4 separate regions of the Mus musculus genome follow, and regions 1, 2 and 4 are each linked to region 3. The links are chromatin contacts, called in public HiCAR-type, HiChIP or PLAC-seq and promoter capture Hi-C maps. All regions are on one chromosome and are shown on one strand. Each heading gives the region's core, a stretch centred on a gene start, on an enhancer-like site or on the middle of the called end of the contact. The rest is flanking DNA. Distances are from core to core; before and after follow the strand shown. Region 1 holds the start of Vps53 (VPS53 GARP complex subunit). Region 2 overlaps Smg6 (Smg-6 homolog, nonsense mediated mRNA decay factor (C. elegans)). Region 3 holds the start of Slc43a2 (solute carrier family 43, member 2). Region 4 holds the start of Smg6 (Smg-6 homolog, nonsense mediated mRNA decay factor (C. elegans)).

Evidence for each region. Promoter capture Hi-C pulls out the DNA fragments that hold promoters and counts their contacts. HiCAR-type assays count read pairs that join an accessible place to other places. HiChIP or PLAC-seq counts read pairs in DNA pulled down with a chosen protein or histone mark.
Region 1: a HiCAR-type map of astrocytes shows a contact between it and region 3, with 2.3 times the contacts expected there. The contact joins the promoter of Vps53 here to the promoter of Slc43a2 in region 3. A contact is called at or near these places in 2 of 39 promoter capture datasets (hippocampal neurons and pre-B cells), 4 of 484 Hi-C or Micro-C datasets (CD4 T cells, the G1E-ER4 cell line, pro-B cells and 1 more), 2 of 115 datasets of contacts at active chromatin or transcription factors (astrocytes and bone marrow-derived macrophages) and 1 of 9 other capture datasets (liver).
Region 2: a promoter capture Hi-C map of pre-B cells shows a contact between it and region 3, with 2.6 times the contacts expected there. The contact joins the enhancer-like site here to the promoter of Slc43a2 in region 3. A contact is called at or near these places in 6 of 39 promoter capture datasets (3T3-L1-derived adipocytes, the C10 cell line, hematopoietic stem and progenitor cells and 2 more) and 4 of 115 datasets of contacts at active chromatin or transcription factors (astrocytes, embryonic forebrain, embryonic stem cells and 1 more).
Region 4: a contact with region 3 is called in an H3K4me3 HiChIP or PLAC-seq map of the SCID.adh cell line, with 15 read pairs. The contact joins the promoter of Smg6 here to the promoter of Slc43a2 in region 3. A contact is called at or near these places in 4 of 39 promoter capture datasets (the HPC-7 cell line, cranial neural crest, embryonic stem cells and 1 more), 1 of 484 Hi-C or Micro-C datasets (embryonic stem cells), 13 of 115 datasets of contacts at active chromatin or transcription factors (the 230-238 cell line, the SCID.adh cell line, astrocytes and 9 more) and 1 of 9 other capture datasets (liver).

The regions. Positions count from the first base shown.
Region 1 is chr11:76,175,123-76,181,297 of GRCm38.p6, forward strand. Vps53 (VPS53 GARP complex subunit) reads right to left here and starts at 4,516. Exons shown (of 22, transcript NM_026664.4): 1 at 4,291-4,516. The coding sequence starts at 4,377. It also overlaps a transcript of Tlcd3a not described here.
Region 2 is chr11:74,958,544-74,964,654 of GRCm38.p6, forward strand. All of the region lies in intron 8 of Smg6 (Smg-6 homolog, nonsense mediated mRNA decay factor (C. elegans)), which reads left to right. Among named protein-coding and RNA genes, the nearest start is that of Srr, 36 kb to the left of the region's middle. Within about 2 kb of position 1,613, at least 73 of the 459 cell types and tissues checked have an H3K27ac peak or open chromatin away from gene starts, as enhancers often do. A contact at or near this core is called in 3T3-L1-derived adipocytes, hematopoietic stem and progenitor cells, memory CD8 T cells and 1 more, where this site is marked.
Region 3 is chr11:75,528,471-75,533,977 of GRCm38.p6, forward strand. It overlaps Slc43a2 (solute carrier family 43, member 2), which reads left to right and starts at 3,642. Exons shown (of 14, transcript NM_001199283.1): 1 at 3,642-3,944; 2 at 4,118-4,318. The coding sequence starts at 4,159.
Region 4 is chr11:74,923,899-74,929,255 of GRCm38.p6, forward strand. It overlaps Smg6 (Smg-6 homolog, nonsense mediated mRNA decay factor (C. elegans)), which reads left to right and starts at 1,956. Exons shown (of 19, transcript NM_001002764.2): 1 at 1,956-2,105; 2 at 5,095-5,357. The coding sequence starts at 2,018. It overlaps Srr (serine racemase), which reads right to left and starts at 2,050. Exons shown (of 9, transcript NM_013761.5): 1 at 1,721-2,050.

The DNA of each region.
Region 1 (6,175 bases), core at 3,266-5,765, 650 kb after region 3:
CACTTCACATATAATGGATACTCAAGAAAATGGTTAGATGCTGAGATACAGGAATCAAGGACACAAAGAGAGCAAAGCCATAAGGAAACAGAGGTTGGATGGGAACGACACCTTCAAAGCAAGGAAACTGAACAACACTGGCAACCAAGAAGAAAGCCAACCTGAGAGTCTTCAGAATGAATGTGTGCCTGCAGACACTGTTTTCTGATTTTTTTTTTTAAGAGATGATCTTACTATGTAGCTCAGACAAACTTGCAACTCACTTATATAGCCCAGGCTATCCTCAATCTAGTTCTCCTGCCTCAGCCTCCCAAGTACTTAGATTACAGGGGTATGCCAGAATGCCTGGCTCCTGTTAATATTTTTGATTCAAGATTTCAGGTGTCCAAAACTGTGACAGGAAAAAAAAAAAAAACAAAAACAAAAAACAACCCAGCATATATATGAGAGATTTTAGGATGGGATCCAAGACACACCTACTAACATCAGTCTTACCTTTCAGCACCTGTAGTGCAAACACGGCAGCACAGTAGAGACTGCAGTGTGGGCACCTCCTACTAAGAGAGGACTCAGAAGCCTGACGACAGACTACTGTCTGTGGCGCCTGAATGACAGCAGTCACATGCACTGAAGCAACATTTACCTAGCCATAACTTTCCTAGGTATGTCTGTCTATAGTCACATGTGGTATCCCAAAGCCTGTCAGTCTAGCAAGAGGATCAGGCATTCAAGGTCATTACTGTCAGCTACATAGCAAGCCTGAGGCAAGCCTGACTTATATTGCCCTTCTCTGGGCTGCTGAAACAACTCAATGGTAAGATGTCTACCCAGAGGCCTCAGGTTCAATCCAAACACTGTGAAAAACAAGAGAAAAGCTTGATTACCTCTATGTACAAAAACAGTATGTATGTATGTGTGCGTGTGTGTATTTTATGTAGAGCTGGGGCTCAAACCCTGTGCCGCATCTATGGCTAGGTAATCCTGTACCACTTAAGCAACAGCCTCGGCTTGCCTTGAAGGAATCTTTATGCTTCAGATAGTATTAAAAAAAAATGGAGAACTAACATTCAAGTTAACAAAAGAAAACTATCTTGAGAAATATAACTCACAAAAGTCACACAAGTCCTCACAGAAGTCACAATTTGAAAACTGTGTAACAAGGTGGGCTACAAAATGCTGGAGCATGGCGGTATATGCCTATAATCCTAGCACTGGGGAGGTGGTGTGTGTGTACATGTGTTCCAGAGTGATTGTGGAGGATCAAGAATTCAAGGTCAATCTTAGTTACATTGTGAGGGCAAGGCCTACATGAGACCCTGCTTCCAAAATATGGTAGTAGAGTGCAACAGAGACTAGCAAAATTAGACTCAGCAGGTAAAGTAATTTCCTCTAAGCTTGATGACCTGAGTTCAGTCCCTAGGCCCCACATGAATTGACTTAACTCTGCAGTTTATCTTCTGATCTCCATAAGCACACTGGTGCACAAGTATACAAATGTAATAATAAAACCAAACCAAACAGATAAAGAAAAGTGATCCTATGGGTTCTGATTTTTACTAGCGTAAGACAAATAATAACCGTGTAAAGCAATCTTCAGCAAATCTTCAGTCTGTGGAATATAGAGTTAAAAATCCGGAGTTGGAGCGATGGGTTAAAAGCAATGGCTGCTCTTACAAGAAGACTTGGGTTCAGTTTCTAGAACCCATATGGTTCCTTGCAACTGCCTCCAAATCCAGTTTCAGGGAATCGACTGCATCTTCTGGCCTTGAAGGGCTCCTGAATTTACATGGGGCACATAAACTCATTCAGGCCCAAACATACACACATAAACAGTAAATAAGTAATTTTTTTTTTATTTAAGAATAAACACGGACAAACCAATGACTTCCTAGGAAAGGTAGAAGAGTCACAGCTTCTAGGATGTGGAGGGCAAGCAGAGGCAAAGGCAGTGAGAGGTGGAGCTTAGTCGTTTCTTTTGAAAGTTTAGCATTGCACTTCTGTGCTGCACACCTAAGGTGAGAATACACCACACGTACAAGTGACACATACATGCAATTATAGAATTAATGAAAAGCCCTTTGCAGAGGGAGTGCTGGGAACAGGGCCTGTCATTGTGAGCTGGTATGAGGAAGTGGGTTATTCACTTCCTAACTGCTCCCAGTTTCTTCATTCTTCTCTTCCTGTTCCTGGGTCTAATCCCAGGCATTAACAGATTTCACACAACGCAGCCCTTGACTTAAGCTACTTCATCCGGTGACACCTATAGAGAGAATGCCAGGCCTCAGTGTTGGCAGAAAAATTCTAGATTTACCAAAAGATGTCTAGACACTGTACTGCATGGGCAGTTTAAGGGATTTCAAGGGGACTCATGCACAGGTCACATACACAAAAATACAGTACAAATCTTAAAAGGTTGAGAATTTTTTAAAAAGATTTATTTGTTTTATGTATATGAGTACACTGTAGTTCTCTTCACACACACCAGAAGAAGGCATCAGACCACATTACACATTACAGGTGGTTGTGAGCCACCATGTGGTTGCTGGGAATTGAACTCAGGACCTCTGGAAGAGCAGTCAGTGCTCTTAACCGCTGAGCCATCTCTCCAGCCCAAAGTTGAGAATTTTTGCAATTTGGGTGACACTAAAGAATATCCCTGGGGGCTGGTGAAATGGCTCAGTGGGTAAGAGCACCCGACTGCTCTTCCGAAGGTCCGAAGTTCAAATCCCAGCAACCACATGGTGGCTCACAACCATCTGTAACATGATCTGACGCCCTCTTCTGGAGTGTCTGAAGACAGCTACAGTGTACTTACATATAATAAATAAATCTTTAAAAAAAAAAAAAAAAGAATATCCCTAAGAGTCTTCTCTTCCCAACAAGAAGTTTTTTGTTGACTAAAGTCTCCTGTCAACTATATTAAGATGTATGGTCATAATATTAGAAGTAACTGTGTAGGTTTTTGTAAGGTTTTGTTGATAGAGGGAGAAAGATCTTCCTTAAGGGAACTGACATGGGGTTATAGTGTAAGAAGAAGCACATTAGGAGCTATGGATATTGCTTTGTGGTAAGACACTTATCTCATGTGCCAAGGATTTGTTCAACCTCCAATACTAATAAAAAAGAAAGGAAAGAAAGAGTGTGTCTCATTTAATGGCTATTGGGAAGGTAGCCCAAGTAAAATAATTCTACTACTAATAATTAGCATATATGGACCATTAATACTTTATTTTTTTGTTTTTCAAGACAGGTTTCTCTGTGTATCCCTGGCTGTCCTGGAACTCACTTTGTAGACCAGAGGTTGGGGAGACGTGTGCATGTGTATGTGTGTTTTGTCCAGGAGTAGTTTTCTCCCTCTATTTTGAGGATCCTGGGGAAGAGACTCAGGTCAGCAGGCTTGGTGGCACAGTGCCTTTACCCACTGAACTATCTCACTAGCCCTCAGTCTTTTAGTTATGGTACAGATTTGTCTTAGTTTGCTTTACATTGCTGTGATAACACAGCATGACCAAAAACAACTTGTAAAGTAAATAATTTATTTGGATTACAGGTTATAGTATGTCGTCATCAGGTGAAGCCAAGCCAGGAAATGGAGCAGAAATCACGAAGGAATGTTACTTACTGGCTTGCTTTCCATGGCTTGCTCAGCTTGCTTTTCTATACAATCCAGAACCTGCTGCCCAGGGGTGGTACCTCCCACAGTGGGCTGGGCCATTCTACAGCATCAACCAAGAAAATGCCCCCACAGATTGCCCGTGGGCCAATCTGATGGAAGCAATTCTCAACTGAGGCTTCCTTTTCCCAGATGACTCCAGCGAGTGTCAAGTGCGCGCGCACGCGCACACCAGCACAAGGGTCATTTTCCAGTATGCCGCCCCACAACCCTATTCTGTCATTCGTTTCCGCAATGGAAGTATCCCACTGCCAATTCCAAACCACTCCAAGAGTTTAACCAGAGAAATGGAAGAAGCCGCACTAGCTGGAAAATGAATAGAGTCTTAAAATCAACCATAATCCGAATTCTCTAGTCACGGGGCTCCCTCTAGGTTTATCCTGTCAAAGAGGACAGCTCGGCCCAAACTCAGCAGGGCGTAACAACCTCGGAAACACAGAGCCTAGAGAAGACGTGTTCGGTCCCCAGGCTGAAAAACCCATCCCCACCTTTACCACCATCCAGACTTCCGCTCAGCATAAGAACCGCCACCTTTCCAGCCTAGCAGGGGAGATTCGACCCTGGCCTAGAGCTGCCCCTTCCACCGCAGCTTCCTCCCGAGGGGGTGGAGCGCTCACCTGCTCGATGGCGAGTTGCACCTCTGGCGTGAGCTGCAGCACAGCCTCCAGCTCCTCCACAAACTCCAGTTCCTCCTCCTCCATCATCCCGCCGCTCAGCCCCCGACGCCCTCTCCAATCCTGCTCGCGACCTGTCTGTCACCAGGACCCCAGAAGAGCAAGCCTCCAGGTACGGGGCTCGAGGGAGCCGCTACTTACTCGGCTAGCCTGGCACTTCCGGAGAACTGGGCACTTCCGGGAACCGGGGGACTCTGGGATAGCGGAGGACTGACTTCCGCAGGCATGGCTGTCAAGTCCCTGGAAAATCTCCAGACAACCCTTAACCTCAAGTTCCCTGTTCGCACGCGGCGGGTTCTTAAGATTGAAAGCCCTCTCTTCTTCGCCCAGGGCGCATCCCCCACCAGCGCCGTAGTGTCGCCCGGGCGCCCCAGAGAGCGGTAGCCACGGCAGTGTCCCAATGGATGGGCAATAAGCCCCGCTGGCCATGAAGCCAACGTGCAACCCGCTCGCTGGATCCCCTTGGTCTAGGGCAGTCTGTGTCCCCCTGCCATCGGGAGTGAAATGACCCCAGCTGGTAAGTGGCAGTGTTGCCAAAGACATTTGAGGTTTGGGAGAGCTTCTGCTCCTTAGATAAGGATCTACTGGGCAGAATTGTCTGAAGCCTCCTCGCTAGGGTGGGGAGTAAGGAGAAAAGCGACCCAACGCTGGGAAGTGTTTGGTTTTTGAGACCGAATGTCCGGGCTGTACATCCTTATTTACACCCTTGATAACCTTATGATCTTGAACAAAGTATTCCCATCTGCCCTGCTTACACTACGTTAGATGGGGTGACATTAAATATGGAAGTATTATGCAAACTTAGGCAGGTAGTACAGGAAATGTTAGGGTGTTTAGCCGCGTACATTACAAAAAGAGGAGCCAGATAGCCCTGTGGAACCGCTTTTCCAGCAGGCACTGGAACAATGATGGAATTGCAGCCAAGGGAAGGGTTGCCTTACCAGTTCAACATTGTGAAAACCTCGACAGAGGAGTATCTGGCCCTGCTGAACTTTTTTTTTTTTTTCCGTACATATAGTTTTATAAAAATTGCTTCAGGAATAATATAATTTGCTTTTTTTTTTTTAGTTTTTAAAAAACATTATAGTTTTAGGAATGGAATTTTATTGTTGTTTTAGTTTGCCCCCCAAAAATGTGTGAGTAGTATAAGTTTTAGCAACAGCAACAAAAGAATGCTTTAAAATATAATTGCAGGAGGACTGTGAGAGACATCAAGATGGCTCAGCCAGTAGAGCATTTGCCCTCAAGCCTGATGCTTGAATTCATCCATCGAACCCACATGTTGATAAGAGAGTTCTAACTTCCACAAGTTACCCTCTAACCTCCACACATATATTATTGACTCATAAAAGTATTATTTTGACAATTATTTAATGACATAGCGATATATGCACAGTGTATTTCAGAAAGCAGAATATTTATTTCTGAGAGCAAAATTGGCTGGGTGTGATGGTACAAGCCTATAATCCCAACACTTGGAAGGTGAAGAGTAGGTGGATAAGGAAAATGTACTGTCTCAACCAAAAGCAAATGACAGGGAAATATATTTTTTCTTTATTTTCCCACACATCTACAATCAACATATGGTACTTTTTTTTGTGTTTGTTTGTTTGTTTGTTTGTTTTTCAAGACAGGGTTTCTCTGTGTAGCCTTGGCTGTCCTGGAACTCACTCTGTAGACCAGGCTGGCCTCGAACTCAGAAATCTGCCTGCCTCTGCCTCCCAAGTGCTGGGACTAAAGGCATGCGCCACCACTGCCCAGCTTTTTTTTTTTTTTTTCTCCATATGGTACTTTTATTATCAGAAACCATAGGTGCTGTCTGGATGTG
Region 2 (6,111 bases), core at 363-2,862, 570 kb before region 3:
CTTTGAAAATCTCTGATTTTAAGTCCTAATTTTATTAGCTGTTATCTCTGAGGTCTGAGGCCCAGTCCATAACTGGCTGAACTTCAGCCTCCTCATCTGAAACATGGCAGTAATGATAATGTCACTTCCCAAGGTTTGAAAGTAATAGTTTTTGCTTGAAAATTTGCGGATCTGGCTTGGATGTTTTGTGCTTTTTAAAGAACCAGCCATAGTACAGAGTTCTGAATTTATTTTCTTTCTTTCTTTCTCTCTTTCTCTCTTTCTTTCTTTCTTTCTTTCTTTCTTTCTTTCTTTCTTTCTTTCTTTCTTTCTTTCTCTTTTTTGTTTTTTGAGACAGGGTTTCTCTGTGTAGCCCTGGCCGTCCTGGAACTCACTCTGTAGACCAGGCTGGCCTCGAACTCAGAAATCCTCTGCCTCCCAAATGCTGGGATTAAAGGTGTGGGCCACCATGCCTGGCTGAATTTTCTTGTTTTTAAATTTTTAAAAAATTATACAGATGACATTTTTTCTTCAGACCCATCATTTCTCTCACTTTTCAGTGTCCCTTGTACAGTTGTGTGCTAAACTGCTGCTGCCGCTGCTGCCACTGCCATAATGTTAAAGAAAGCTGCTGTGTGGGTGGCACACAGGCATTGCCCTCCCCCTCCCAGCCACCCAGGACAACTATAGGTCAGAGCCTTAGGTTTGAAGCCTGGTCATATGGTACATCAGGTCATATGGTACATTTTGGAGTGCATTCTAGTTGTTGGGCATAGATCATGGTAAATTAAGTTTGCAGTTTCAGAACTCCTGTCAGGATGAAGGAGCAGAACCAGTGTTTACCCTCATTTCCTCTGGACAGTGTAGAATGTTAGAGAAAAATTTCATCTCTGGGTTTGCTAGTAAGCAGATGTTTCATGTCTGATAACCCAGTTTCTTTGTTGCTCTGTAATTATGTGATCCTGGTAGAGAAAGACGAATTGTTGGTTTCCTGGGTGTAAGGATTGCATGTTTGGTTGGCTTTGGTCCTTTTGTTTGTTTTGTTTTATTTTCATCAGGGTTGCCGTGAGTTGATTTCATGTCAGTTCCCATTTCACTTTTCTAGTTTGTAGTGTGAACCTCATGTTCTACTCCTTCACCTCAGAATCAAGTTTTAAAGTTGCTTCATGAGTGGAGATTAGGCAATAAGCCTGCGAGAGTTCATGGCAGCCTCCTTCCTATAGGACAAGGCTGCAGGTTGGCTCTGCTTTTCATAGGCTCTAGGAACAGTTCAGCTAGACTGCTGTTAAAGTTATAAGCAGGATTGGAGGTTTTCAAAGGATATAAACTGCTTTGTGTGGAGCAGCTCCTAACAAATCAGGCCTAAAGGCAGCCTCCTAGACTGTTGGACTGTGGGGCTGAGGTCTTTGTTTCTGTGGTTGACTGCAGTGAAGTTTCTCAGAGCATACTGGCCCTACCTTCAGACCTGTGGCAGCCCTTATGACCTCGGTCACCAAACCACTTCAGGGCTTTATTTTTATCCTGGCCTTTGGTTTTAAGATAGGAGGTTGGTTTTTTTCCTCTAAAGTTCTCTGGGGAAGAAACAGTGCCAGGGTGCAGTAGAGGCTGGTTAAACACCAAAACCACACTCTTCGTGTTTCTGGGCTTGAGACGTGACATAAGCTGTGCCACAAACACCAGCTTCCACGCTATGAAGAAGCTTCCGTTCATTCGCTTGTTTTGTACTTTTAGACAAGTAAAATGGTGTAGGAGGCAAATGTGCCCCTTCCCAGACACCACTAGATAGAATGCTAAGAGGGGACATTTTAAAAATCCAGCATTTTCCAACTTTAGTTTTTTCATCTTCTCCAAGGGTAATGGTGAGAACTCTCACAACTTACTAGGTCTCAGGAAGCCAGATTACCAACATATCCTGTTCGCGTGCATGTGTGTGTTCTGTTACCCACAGGCCACTTTCCACCCCACATGACCTTCAGTTACCATCCGGAAAGTCGGACCCAGATACCAGTCAGAATTTCCAAGCTTTGGTTTAATTTAGACATTTTAGAAATAGTAATGACAGTAATTGTAAAGAGAAGTCACTTGAGTAACATACAGAACAAGTATAAACAATACATCCTGAAGGAGGAAGGAGTGAGGTGGTGCGCTTTTCCAGTAATGTGCTTAAAAGTTAGCATTCAGGCCGGGTGGTACGCACGCCTTTAATCCCAGCACTCGGGAGGCAGAGGCAGGCGGATTTCTAAGTTCGAGGCCAGCCTGGTCTACAGAGTGAGTTCCAGGACAGCCAGGGCTACATAGAGAAACCCTGTCTCGAAAACCAAAAAAAAAAAAAAAAAGAATAAAAGAAAAAAAAAGCATTCAGAAGAAAACATGAAGCAGCTAAAATGTTCAGAGGAAGAGAAAGTAATCAGAGAACAATTTGGTTACAAATCAAACACATTTTTAAATTTTGGGGTCTTAATTTAAATTACTTTTTTATTTTTCCATTTCGTGTGTGTGTGTGCTCGCGTGCCTATGGAGGTCCAAGAACATCTTCTGGGAGTTGGTCTCTCTTTTTGTCACGTGGGTCCCAGGGATTGAACTCAGGTTGTCAGGCTTAGGGCAAGCCTTTGTCTGCTAACCTGTCTTCCCAGCCCCAATTCTTAGGTATTTAAACTTTTGTTATTTAAAAAGTATTTTTAGAGATTTAAAAAAATTATTTGTAGTTGTGCATATATGGGTATGGATATATATATATATATATATATATATATGTATATATATACATATATGTACACACACACACACACACACACACACACACACACACACGATGAGTCCAGATGCTGGCGAGGCCAAGAGGTATCAACGATCCTGGAACTGGAGGTGTAGGAAGTTATTAACTGCCAAATATGGGTGCTGGGAACCAAATTTGGGTCTTAACATCTGAGCCATTTCTCTAGTCCCATTAAATATTTTTAAATGAATTTTATGTGTATGGGCATTTTGTTTGAATGGCCAGAATAGGGCATCAGAGTGTCTGGAACTGGAATTACACACTCGTGTGAGCCACCAAGTGGATGATAGGATCTAAACCTAGGTTGTCAATAGCCAGTAGTCTTAAGTGTGAAACCAGTTATTATATATATTATTGACAGATCATGGTCACACATGCCTTTAATTTTGCCAATACAGAGGCAGAAGCAGGCAGATCTTTATGAGTTCAAGGCCAGCCTGGTCTTTGTATCAAGTTCCAGGCCATCCAAGTATACACGATGAGACCCTGTTTCAACAAAGAAATACACATTATATTATGTATATTATTTTATCGAAGTTGTTCATAACATAGTACTATACTTTATTTTACTTTTTTAAAGATTATTTGAACACAGAGATCTGCCACCATGCCCAACACATCTTTATTATTAATTTGTATGTGTGAGTAGCATAGGGGTGTGTGTTTGTGTGTGTGTATTTGCAAGGGTGCTACTTGTCCTGCCACTTTCCATCTTAATCTTTTATGGTTTCTCTGTAAACATGAAGCCCATATTTTATTAGTCAGCAAGCCCTAGTGCCCTCCTGTTTTCTTTCTTTCTATCACTTGGGCTACAGACATTTACAGGCTCATGCTCAGCATGTTATGTGGGTACAGACATGAGTGTGACCTTTGGTCCTTAGACTTTACAGGAAACACTTTTACCCAGTGAGTCTTCTCTTATCTCATTGCTTGATCCAGATGAAGTTGTTTATGCTGTCCATGCTAGTTTTAAATTAGTTTAAAATTCAGGCTTCCCCCAACCACCAATTCTTTCCTCACTGTCCTAGAAGCTGGGAGGGATCAAAGCAGTTAAGGTTGAGGGCCTTCTTATAAGACACTGCTAATGAAGGTTTTCGCACTCTTGTGATCACATAATCCTGTGTGTTTGCCACTTCAGGATCCATATCATTCCTGGCACTACCAGCTAAGTGCCATTAGTGATCCCCTCATATTTTCAAACACTCTCTGGGAGGAAGAGTGCTATTCCACTTAAGAATTATGAATTTGGGGGCTTGATGATATTAAAAAAAAACAAAACCCACCTTGTTAGATTTCTTCCATCATTTCCTCTTAGAGAAACTGCCTTGTGGTTTGATCTTCATAGAATAAGTCAACAATAGGGAGAATTAGAGTATCTGGTAGAAAAGGGAACATGCCTAGTAGAGTTTTAAGGAAACCATTTATTGAGTGCATTGTCCAGTTGCCTATTTTAGAGTCAGTGAGACTGATTTATAACTTATGAAAAGTTTGTTTTGATGTTACTCATACTTTAAAAAGCTTGTTCCTCTCTATGTGAGAAGTTGCTGTCTTTGGCCTTAGTGTCCAGATGATGTTGAAGATTGTGGGAATTTGTATGGTATATTTGAGAGAGTTGTTCAAAGCCAATGTAAAGATATAGTTTTGGCATCTCATGAATAACCTGATATCCTGACTTAAGCCAGAACTCTGGCATTAGAGAATTTCCAGCATGGGAGAATTGACTACGAAAAGTCCTCCTCTGGCTCCTTACCAAGTTAGACAAGGGAGCAATCAGCTGCTGAGTTGCAGCCAGCTGGCATGTTTGTGAGGGTGTACTATAAATTGTCCCTTAGGATCTAGTTTTTGAAGAGCCTTCCAATAAGAGTGAGTCCTGTACATTGGACCTGTGAGTCTGCAGCTGTGATGTAGGAAGGACTATACAGTAACACTGGCTGTTGTGTGGGTAGGAAACTGCACCAACCTTCATGTGTCCCGTGTGGCCTTTCTCATGGTTTCCTATACTGGTTTTGTTTCTGCCCTTTCTCTTGGGGGGGATATATCCATAGTTCTCTTGTTCTGCATTCTTTCCCTTCTCTTAAACATTGCAGAACTTCATCTGTCTACTTTGTTTTCACTGTTTTGGATATGATGTTTCAGCTAAGATGAAGACTATGAAATAGTTGTTTTCTTGGCTCATATTCTTTCTCCAGTCTGTGGACTGTTTTTGGCTCCTGAGGGATACTCTGGGTTTTTCCCATTTTGGAAGCTTTTTATTTTACTCATAAATATTTAATATTGAAGTTACTGCTCCGTTTTATCCTCCTGAGAATTAGTGTATAGACTCTAGATCAGAAGGAATTAAAAAGATCCAGATCTGATGCATTATAAAGTATTATTAACAACACTTCTATTTTTAAGTGTCTCCATGATTTTTAAATTGTTTTTTATCGTGGATCTAAATGTATTAAGCATCTAATATAGGAACCATTAGACATCTGTCTGTCATTTATGCCTATAATTGCCATATTGTATGTAACTGATACAGCTATGTAACTGACATATTATATTGGTCACTGGTAGTATTACTTACTCATTTGTATTTGGTATACACTCACCTTACATTAAAACGAATAATGATTTTTGTGCTACATGATGCCACCTGTGGAAATTATGGTAGAAATTTTTCATGTTTTCAGTGCTATAAAATTAGCTAAGTGCATTTATGAACTTATTTATAGAGTAATTTTTTAATTGTAGAGAGGTTATAGCTCAACTAAACTGGTAACTTCCTCTAATAACTATAAAGAACTTGCTGGAATGTATTTTGGGTGGTAACTTTACTACTGATGACCTCTTTATCCTCCCACTCCAACTCCTCTTCCTTTTCTAAAATCTATTTTGTCTTCTGGCACACCTTTCTATGTTGCCTTAAATAACTGCCTTTATAATTTTATATTGGCATTTTTCTTTTTTTCCTTTTTGACCTATTTATCTAGTTATAAAAACTATTTTAGGGTTAATTAATATTTTCTGAGAGATTCAAATTTTCCTCCTTGTTCAGATAATCTCTACAGATTTTTTTTGGGGGGGGGGTTCGAGACAGGGTTTCTCTGTGTAGCCCTGACTGTCCTGGAACTCACTCTGTAGACCAGGCTGGCCTTGAACTCAGAAATCTGCCTGCCTCTGCCTCCCGAGTGCTGGGATTAAAGGCGAGCGCCACCATGCCCGGCTCTTTCTACAGATATTAAGCTAGTAATTTTTTCAAGGTGTTGTATGTAGGGAAGTAAATGATGTTGGTCCTTACCTCAGAGGTACATTATAGTCAGAGAAATGGATCTATAAGTACTTAAAATGAAGTATTGCATAGGTATAGTGTT
Region 3 (5,507 bases), core at 2,392-4,891:
CTTCGACATAATAAATAAATCTTTAAAAAAACAAAACAAACAAACAAAAAACCTAAAGAGTGAGTTTCAGGACAGCCCGGTCTACACAGAGAAACCCTGCCTTTAAAAAAAAAAAAAAAGAAAGAAAGAAAAAGAAAAAAAAAGACCAAATTAGCCAAAAAAAGACCAGGGTCTCACTGGATAACCCAGGTTGGCACTAGCCAGGAACTCTGTGTAGACTGGGCTATGTGCCTGTCTCTTCCTCCTTGGTGCTGAGATTAAATGTGCGCCATCACGCCTGGCTTGGACTCACAATTTCAAATGGGGCAGCAGTCATCCTTCTCTGCTCTCCTCAATCTGACTGGCTTTCTTTACTTTTTGTGTGCGGTACACACATACATATATGTATGTGTATACATACATACATATATGTGTGCTTCTTACACTTTTCCTGGCCTCTCTTCTGATGGCCTATTGAGCCTTGTGTTGTTTTCATGTGGCAAGGCTGTCTTCCTGACTTATTTCTTTAAGACTTGCCAAAAGTCCTGGAAGTCTAGCCTGGGCACTCTCAATTTAAAAAGAAGAAGAATAAAGGCTGAGCTAGCGGGGCCGGATCGAGAAGGAAAATAAATAAATAAGGGCTGGAGAGATGGCTCAGCGGTTAAGAGCACTGGCTGCTCTTCCAGAGGTCCTGAGTTCAATTCCCAGCAACCACATGGTGGCTCACAACCATCTGTAATGGGGTCTGATGCCCTCTTCTGGAGTGTCTAAAGACAGCTTCAGTGTACTTACATATAATAAATAAATCTTTAAAAAAAGAAGAATGAGAAGGAAGAGGAGAAGGAGTGGTAGTTTCATCTCAACAGGACTCAAGGACTTCTTGTTTCATTTGAACAAGCCACCTAGCCCCTCAGTTTTTCATCTGGAATGTAAGGATAACGGCTGTATCCAGGGCAGTTGTAGGGATGGAGTAGTAGCATGCAGTGTAAAAGCACCCAGTGCAAGTTCAGCCATCAGTAAAGGCAGTTATTATTGATCCTATCCAGCACCCTGCGATCTTCTGTCCTTGAACCTGGTGCTTTTCACTTGCTCATGTGTTTTCCTTCCAGGACTCATATTGGGCACCTAGGACTGAGGCATGCCTGCCCCCAAGAAATTCAGAGCCAGCGGGAAATGGGGATACAGATTATAAGGCATTACGGTCAGCAGACAAAGAAAGCAAAAGGCAATATAGAGAGTGGCCAGGGAAGGCTTCCCAGAGGAGGTGCTGCCCAAGGGAGGGTCACTAGCGAGAGCAGCACAAAGCCAGAGCCACAGCAGTTCCCCAGAGGGGAGCATCCAGTGGGAAATGGGGAGGAGGAAGCAGCATGGTCCAGTCAGTTGGGGAACTTGAACTTTATCTTGAAGAACAAGGTAAAGAGTTTCTGCGGGATCTAGCAATAGGTCAGGTTTATCAAGGTCAGGTTTACATTTCCCACAATTCACTGCGGGGTAGATATGTGATGCAGAGATTGATGGATGAGTAGTTGTGTCCCAGGGACAGAAATGGGCAGATAAGATAAACAGGACACCAGGTTATCCTGGTGCAGTGGGGGCAGGGGAGGGGCAAGGCTCACAGTAGATAACATTAACTATTGTGTTAAATGTTTAGTTCACAGTGTCTAACATCATTACATGTTAGTAGCTCAGTAGGGTGCCTTTGAGCCCCCTAGCACGAGGCGGCAGAGGGCAGCCTGGATTACATAGCCAGTTCCAGGATGGCCAGAGCTACATAGTGAGATCCTGTCTCAACACTTCCCCAGACACACACACAGACACACACAATCTGAGGGAGAAGGGGGCACTATTTATTTGAAGAGGGGGAGGGAACATTTTAGATATATGTCTGGAGAAGGTCCTCAAGCAGATTGCTTAGGAAAAGGATTGAAGGGCTTAATCTATTGGCAGATAGTAGGTCCAATTTGGAGCTTATGAGATTTCTGCACAGTAGGTCATCAGGCCCCCAAACCCACCAGCAAGCCTAGACCAAGTCTGGGAGAGCATGCACTAGCAGAATGGCTGGCGAAGGTTCTGGGCACCAGGGGGCGCACTCGAGCTGAGGGAAGCTGAGTCAGGCTGCTGGGGACACCCTTAGCTCTAAAGCAAGCCGGCTCTTGAAGTGTGGAGAATCTGAGGGATACCGAGTGTTTTCTGAGGGGAGGTTAGTGCCTCTCGTCAGGGAGACTCGGACGGACAGCCAAATCTTTCGTGCTGAGGCTCCATTCCACGTCCAAGCAGGTCCTCAGAGCAGCGCAGCTCCGCTGATGATACAGAAAGGACGGAGCTCTTTGGACCCCTAGTGATCTATCGCGCTCTCCAAAGTCAGACTTAGACTAACTAGGTGCTCGGGATTGCTCACAGCATGAAGAAGGGTGGACGAGAAAGTGTGCCAGCCACATGAAAGAGTCGTTTGGGAAAGTGGGAGGGCAGGGCATGCCAAGGTGACCGGCCTGAACACTGACCGGTCTCTGAAGGCACCGAGAAAAGAGGGCGCGGGATGGGGATGGCGACAACTGGAGGACCAGGGGCTCTTAGTCCAAAATCCTGACTACAGACCCTTAAGGGACACCGATTAAAGACCAGGCAGGAGGCACCTGATTCCAGGCAAGGACCCGGTGAGTCGGGAGATCTAGCAGGGATGCGGTAATTATGCCACGACCTGGGTCGGGGTGTTCTGATACCCGTAGACAGCGCCTGGATAGGACAACGGGGGCTAGGCAGCGAGGAGCCCGGACACAAAGCCCAAGGAGCAGGCCGGGAAACAGCACAAAAGGGCGGTAATGGCCTGCGGAGTTGGAGCATCCGGCCCTGGTTCTCTCCGGGCGAGAACGGTGGTCTATACTGCGGGCCGAACCGCACGGTGCTTGGAGCCCAGCTCGCTGTGGACCAAGACTCCCTGAAACGCTGACCCATGAACTTGACAAGGAAGAGGGCAACGAGAAGGGCGTGGGGCGATGCCCGCGGCGGTCACCGGGTCGAGGGGCACTCCAGTTTAACTGGGTAGAGCTGGGCCTGCCCGAGCCGCCCCCCAGCCCCCCCATTCCTCTTGTTTGTCTCCAAGTCCGGCCGGAACCGGCTTCTGCTCGCCGGGGGGCGGGTGGGTAGCTGCTGATTGGCCGACGCCTGTTTCCAGCCCCACTCAGCCAATCAACGGGCGGCAGTGTTTTTCATCTTAGGATAGGAATAAAAGGGCTGGAAATAAAGGGGACAGAAAAGGCGCCGGGCGGGCCCGATACACACTGGTAGGAGCCGGGTGAGCTGGACTCCCAGGATCCGGGTCTCAGACGAGGGTGCGAGAACCTGAAGCCGCTCGCAGGCAGGGGTTGGAGGGAAGGTGCATACTTGTCAGAGGGACGACACCGGGAGGGAGACGTAACGAAAAAGGCCAGGAGGACAGAGGGACGGGATCCGCTTCTATGGAAACGGGCTAATCGCCGGGGTAACAGCCCGACACGGGGGTCGCGCGGTTGGCTCGCGCCGCCGGTTTGAACCGGCTTCGCCTCTCCCATGCGGGGTTCGCGTGGCGGTAGCGCCTAGCGACCTAAACACTAACCAATGGCGCGGCAGTTCCTGTGCGGTCCCGCCAATGAAAGCGCCGTGGGCGGGCCGTTTCGGGGCTCCCTGTGCTGATTTTGTGGTTGAAGGAACAAGCACTAAGGAAGGGTCTCGAGTGCGGGCGGGCGGGAGCCTGTCAGGGTCCCTGGGAGTGGCAGCTCTCAGGTGAGCCTCTGCTCAGGTGACCTTACTACGAGCTGCCTCCCTTTCCGGCCCCCAAAGTGGCTGTTCAGTCTTGCTTGGGATCAGGACCCGCTCCACGTCCTTGAGCATAATTAGCCCTTTTCCAGCTGCCATGCCTCAGTTTACCTCCGAGTGAACTAAGGGAGAAGCCTTTCCTCTTGGCCAGCGGGGCTCCACTGTGGCCTAAGGTAGCGTTACCAGGTAGCTGCGGGTACGGGGTGGCCCAGGTCCCTGACAGGGCTAGGGTTCTTTTCTTTTGCGGCGGGCACCTATAGCCTGGGCTGCAAGGGACTGACAGGCTGTGCGCCAGCGGCTACACGGGTTGGGTAGAGCCACCGCTGAAGCTGAGGTCTGCGCGCAGGTGTCTGCAGAACCGGAGCCCGACCACCGCCACACCGCACCATGGCGCCCACCCTGGCCACTGCCCATCGGCGCCGCTGGTGGATGGCCTGCACCGCTGTGTTGGAAAACCTCCTTTTCTCCGCAGTCCTCCTGGGCTGGGGTTCGCTGCTCATCATGCTCAAGTCCGAGGGCTTTTACTCCTACCTGTGTACGAAGCCAGGTGAGATGGGCGCCTCGGTCGGGGGCAGGTTTCTGGAGTGGGTCTTTGGGAGAGGGCGGTTGGTGGTGAAGATGTAAGCCAGCTATGCCTGCTTGCTGCACAGCGCCTCTAAGTGCCAAAAAGCCCATTTGATCCTCATCCAGCTCTCTGGGTGCGTATCATTATCATCGTCCCTGTTTGTGGATGGAGAAACTGAGGCTGGGACAAGTCTTCCATTTGCCCAAGCTGTAGACTAATAGACTAATAGACTCCTGCGTGCAGTCAGGAACGTTGCTGGCCTTCTGGTCTTCCAGGGCCTGCAGCATTGCTTGCCTTGCAAAAAAAAAAAAAAAAAAAAAAACATGTGTAAGAAAGAGGAACTCTCATAGGCCGGGGTGCAGCAGGAGAGAGGAAGTGGCTTCGCCTCCACCCGAAGGAAGGTTCATCTAGACCTACATGTTTTTAAGTCAGGCCATTATGGAGTCCCCTTAAAGGCTTGCCAAGATAGAATTTCTTGTCTATTTTTGCTGCTTTATGATTCTCCAAAGGCCATTTCCTCTCCTGAACTGTGAGAACATCTCAGTGGCTTTCAAAACATCGTAGGGAGGAAGAGGAAGGGAGACAGTGGTAGAAGGATGCTTAGACTCTCCAGGACAGACTGCAGGCAGGCTGAGGCTGGCCCACACTACCCCCACCCTTCCTTCTGCCACTCCTGTCTTCATACCCTGGTTGCTGTAGGGTCATCAGTGGGGCCGAGTCAGCTGCCATCCTCTCCCCTTCTTAGGCATCCTTGGTAAGAACTGCTTCTTGCCTTTGTCTCTTGTCTCTGCCCCACCCCGTACCCAGGCTTGACTCTGTAGGTCACTGCTGGCATGTCTTTTTTATTTCTAGAGTCCTATTCATTTACTTTTTTACTTTAAATTTTTTCTTACATTTTTTTATTCATTTATGGGGGCCACAGAACTGGATGACTGACAGAGGACTGCTGTCGATGACAGAGGACTGCTGTCGATGACAGAGGACTGCTTTTGGTTGTTGACACTCTTTTTCCACTATGTGAATTTATGAGGTCAAACTCAGGTTGACAGACTTGGTGGCAAGAGGTTCCACGCCCTGAGTGTCATCTCTAAGAAGTGGGCTTGCTATTTATTTTATTTTATTTTCAAAATAGGGTTTCTCTGTGTAGCCCTGTCTGTCCTGGAACTCAACC
Region 4 (5,357 bases), core at 706-3,205, 610 kb before region 3:
TTTTAGACAGGTGTTACTATATAGCTCTAGTTGGCCTGGAACTCACTATGTAGACCAAACTGTCCTCTTGCCTGTGTATTTTTGGTGCTGGGCATGTGCTACCATGTCTGGCTTATGTTTTGGAGATAGAGTCTACATGTTCTTTGGTTTAGCTTTAAACTCAATGGACTCAATGGTGGAACACAGCCTTAAAGTTTGATCTTCCTCCCAAGTGCTAGAGTTACAGCATGTGCTATCATGCCAGGAGCACAAAGCAGGTTTTTTTTGTTTTGTTTTGTTTTTAAAGATTTATTTATTTACTGTATGTGGGTACACTGTAGCTGTAGGTTCTGAGCCTTCATGTGGTTGCTGGGAATTTTAGGACCTTTGGATCAACTCTGCTTGCTCTGGTAGGACCAGCTCTCTCTAGTCAACTCCTCTCACTCCAGACGCACCAGAAGAGGGCGCCAGATCTCATTACAGATGGTTGTGAGCCACGTGGTTTCTGGAATTTGAACTCAGGACCTTTGGTCCTGAGCAGGTCAGTGCTCTTACCCGCTGAGTCATCTTGCCAGCCCCAGCAAAGCAGTTTTTATATTTCCTATTCCTCTCAAATCTTTTGACAAAAACTGCCATTTGTTCTGGCCACTCTAATTAATTATACCCATTCATTTGAGCTGTTGACTATTTCTCAGTCATTGTCTTTCTCTCTCTCTCTCTCTCTCTTTTTTGGTTTTTCGAGACAGGGTTTTTCTGTATAGCCCTGGCTGTCCTGGAACTCACTTTGTAGACCAGGATGGCCTCGAACTCAGAAATCCGCCTGCCTCTGCCGGCCCCTCCTCCCCCAGTGCGGGATTAAAGGCGTGCGCCCGGCATTTTTCTCTTTTGATGGTGAAATATCTGTCACATAACAGGAACTGTATGAGTACTATCAAATATTTTATACTATGATCAAGGCATAACTGGTTATTACTTTTTGAGGTCTAAAGGGTCAATGACTGTGTGAGACAGGGAAGAAGGAAAGACTGGAGAAAGGCAGTCTTTGGATAGGAAGTTTCTCCACCCCACCGTTTCTAATAGGAGTTAATGGTCAATGAGCTTAAAGTACCCATCTTCTAGTCTAATTAACTTTTTGCTTCCTTTTTGGGGGACAAGGTCTTCTAATATGTTGCCTTGATTAGCCTCAAATGTGCTATGTTGCCCAGGCTTGAACTTGCAATGCTCCCACCACAGCCTTTGAAGTACCGTGAATATAAGAATGAGCTATTTTTACCAGCATCAGTAAAAATTTAAAGATGTAAAGATGGGAGAATTGACTTGAGTACTAAAAAAGTAATTTTAAAAAATTCTCAATGCTAACAGTAATTCCCAGATCGAATAATTTCCTTCTTTTTTTACCTCCACACAACGACCTCCAGCAAGTCTTAGGGATGAACTGTCATAGACTTTAGTACTCTGGTACAATCAAACGATACACGGAGCAATTTACTTCTTCCACTCTCTGAGATTCCGTTTACCAGTAATGGGGATAATAATAAAAGATATTTAAACTCCACAATCCAGGCCTACGGTAAGGAGACTTCGGCCTAAAATGATCGGAGGAGGCCGGGTTGTAGGATGTCTCCGTCAATCCGAGCCCCAGATCAAAAGCAGTGTCCTCGGTGGTCACCGCAGCAATACTGGCATCCCTAGACCCGAATGCCCACCTGACATGGGCGAGTCACACCTGGCTGCGCCTCACCTCGCCTCCAGAGCGCTGCGCCTCCACCTCCGAGCCTCGGCGGACCGTCCTAGCTTTACACCTCTGCGCACGCGCACACGCCGTCTCCGCGGCCGATTCGCCCGCTCCGGCAAGGCCCTAGTTGAACGTGCTGAATGCTTTTGCTCCCAGTGCGGCCACCGTCGTTTGGGGAGGGCAGGCAGGAGGGGGGCGGGGAAAAGGGTGGGAGTGGGTGAGCGCGCGCCGCCCGTCCGTCGTGGTTTCCTGGCTGCGCGCGGCGGTGGCCGAGTCGCCGCAGCTGTAGCAGCCGCCGCGAAGATGGCGGAGGGGTTGGAGCGTGTGCGGATCTCCGCATCGGAACTGCGAGGGATCCTGGCCACTCTGGCTCCGCAGGCCGGGAGCAGAGGTGAGTTGCGCCGCCCAGCTGCTGGGCCGGGCCTGCCCGCCCCGCCTCCCTCTCCTCTGCCTCCTCCCCGCCCCGTCCGCGGCGCTCCGAACCCCCGCCCCTTCCCCAACAGTGCGCCCGGGCCTGCGGCGGCCCCTGGGAGACAGCGAGGCTGTCGCTCCGCTCCCTCGGGCCCTCGGGGCAGAGCCCAAGCGCGAGTTTCAGCCTCCGCCCTCTTGCTCGGCGCGGCGCCGTGGTTGTTCTCCGGTGCCCTAACCCTCTCACGCCAGCGCCTGAGTTCCAGTCCGGAGGAGACACGAACTGGCTTGGGTGCTAGGGTCCGGTAGAGGCCCCGAGACGTATTGTTCCCAAAAGAATAGTCTGTGTATGTGTACCTTTCCGTAGTCCTCCGTTCCGCGTCGGAGAGGAGGAGCTGGGGAAATTGAGGAGAAAGGCTTAACAGGCTAGGACTTCCTTTGCTGAACTTACCCCCCCCCCCCACCCCCCAAGGCTGGTTTCTAGTGCTAGGCCACTGGAGGGATCCAGGACCTCAGAGAGCTGACTCGGTTTTGTTTTGGTCTTGGCGTGTGTGGGAGCAGTTGTGATCAGAGAGAATGCTTAATTTGCCAGTCTCCATTCGCATCAGAAAAGCGCGAGAAATATTTTGGTGTCTGGTCTCCTTCATTAGCCAGTGTTGCTTAGGATGACAGTTACAGAAGATACCTTCTCTAGGATTGTGGCTAGAATTTGTGAGGTTGGTTTTTATTGGCCAACTGAATTGGATTAACCAGGCTGTTTTCTCTCTCTCCTCTGGAAAATAGTAGTCACCACCTCTCCTGGCTCCGCCCCAAAACTAAGTTTAAAAGTTTACTCAGGGTGCTGAGGTTAAACGGCTTTATCTTGGTTCACATTTGGTGGAGAAGCTAAACTTTTGCCAAGGCAGCAGTATCTTTTATTTTGTGTTTGTTTTTCTTTTGAGACAAAGTCTCACCTTGTAGCCAATACTGGCCTTGAATTTACTGTGTAACCCAACCTGGCCTTGAGTTTGGATACTTTTCCTGACTGAAGCCTTCAGAGTGCTGGAATTATATGCATATGCCACCATACCCAACTTTCAAGTCAGAAACCTAAAATTTTAGTTTCGCCCCCACCCCATCCCCCAAACAAAAGTGGGTATAGATGCAGGTGTATAAATACTTGGCTACCAGCTTGTTTGCATTTGTATATACATTATAATTCTGTACTAGGATTTTATATAACTTGAGTACTGGATAATATTCTCACTAGTTCCTGTCACTTATGAACTGTTTAGTAGGTATTTTTAGTAGTCTCTCCACTGTAAGCAACAGATACTTACAAAAAAAAAGCTGTTTGCTACTCAGTGGAGCTTGGAGAGTGGTTTATAAAGTCCTCTCCTCCTCCTCCTCTTCCTCTTTTCCTTTGTTGAGACAGAGTCTCATATAGTCCAAGTAAGCTTCAAACTCTGTGGCCTTGAACTCTTGATCTTGCTGTCACTCCCCAAGTGCTGGGATTTGGAGGCATGGATTTGGCTGGGCTCTACTGTTCTTGAGTCCTTTGGTCCTTTGAGAGCGTGTCACAATTCGCCCATTGGTGCCTAGGAAAAGCTCCTCTAGTGGAACTTTTTTTTTTCTTCTTATATTCTATCATCATAGTAGCAGTTAGTCTCAGTATTCTAATGACATAGTCTAGGCAGTATTTTCATGAAATGATTCTGTTGGTTGTTGTTAGAGAGTTGGTGAGGATGAATGGTGTTGAAGATTGTAAAAGGAATTGCTTAATATTTGATTCAGTAGGAGGTATGTGATTGGGGTGTTGGTATCCTAAAGTTGTAGATTTGTTGTGATCAAGTTCACACACTGAAGTTGAAGATAGTTTCCCAGAGATATCTAGGACTGAGGCTTGCTATGCATGCCACTCTAATATGTGTATGTATGTGTAGATATATGTTTACATATGTAATATAATAAGTAAATAATGGTGTAATATACGATACATATATACCAGTAAATATGTTTATGCGATGCTGGGGGCTGCCCCTAGTGGCCTCCTATATATGAGACAGATACACTGGGCTACATTTCTTTCTCCTAATATGATAACCTAGAAATATTACAGACAGGAGAAATGCTAACCAGATGTGATATACACTCTTGTAATCCAGAACTTGGATGGCTGAGGCAGGAGGACTGAATTTGAGGTCTCTCTGGAATATCTATGGTGAGACTGTGACTCAAGAAAGGAAGGAAGGAAGGAAGAGGGGCTCAGCAGGTAAGAGCACTGACTGCTCTTTTGGAAGTCCTGAGCTCAATTCCCAGCAACCACATGATGGCTCACAACCATCTGTAATGAGATCCAAAGCCCTCTTCTGGTGTGTCTGAAGACAGCTACAGTGTGTTCATATACATAAAATAAAAGAGAAGAAAAGAAAGAAGGGGTAGACTTACAGGTTGTGTAGACAGAATAATTTAATGCCTGAACATGTTAGAGATCTTTGATTCTGAAATAATGAACTAGTTTGGGGTCTTTAAGATCTGAATAGGAGCCGGGTGTGGTGGCGCACGCCTTTAATCCCAGCACTCGGGAGGCAGAGGCAGGCGGATCTCTGAGTTCGAGGCCAGCCTGGTCTACAGAGTGAGTTCCAGGACAGCCAAGGCTACACAGAGAAACCCTGTCTTGAAAAAAACAAACAAACAAAAAAGATCTGAATAGGAACATGACTTGGATACAAGAGAATACAACTCCCCTCTATTTCCATAACTCAAGTAAGTACGTGTAACTCTAACATAGTTAAATTCTTAACCTCACTGCTTACTAAACACTATAACTCCAAATTTCTGCCTTTGTAGAAACGTTCTTTCCTGATCACCAATATTATCATTTGTATTTGTATTTTTTTTGTTGTTGTTATGTAACTAGAATGACAACTTTCCTTCCCTCTCTTCTCCATTATTCTTTTCTTCTGTGTTGTTTCCTCTTATCAACATAATAGAAAACATGAAGGAACTAAAGGAACCCAGACAGCGCAAAGATAATAGGCGTCCAGATTTGGAAATCTATAAGCCTGGACTTTCTCGACTAAGGAACAGACCTAAAACTAAGGAGGCTTCTGGGAATGAGGAATTTAAGGATGAGATAGTAAATGACAGAGATTCTTCTGCTGTTGGGAATGATACACAGCTTATTCAAGTTTGCAAGGAATTGGACAGCCAACAGCAAAATGGCCCTATAGATGCAGAAAATAGTCAGGCACAG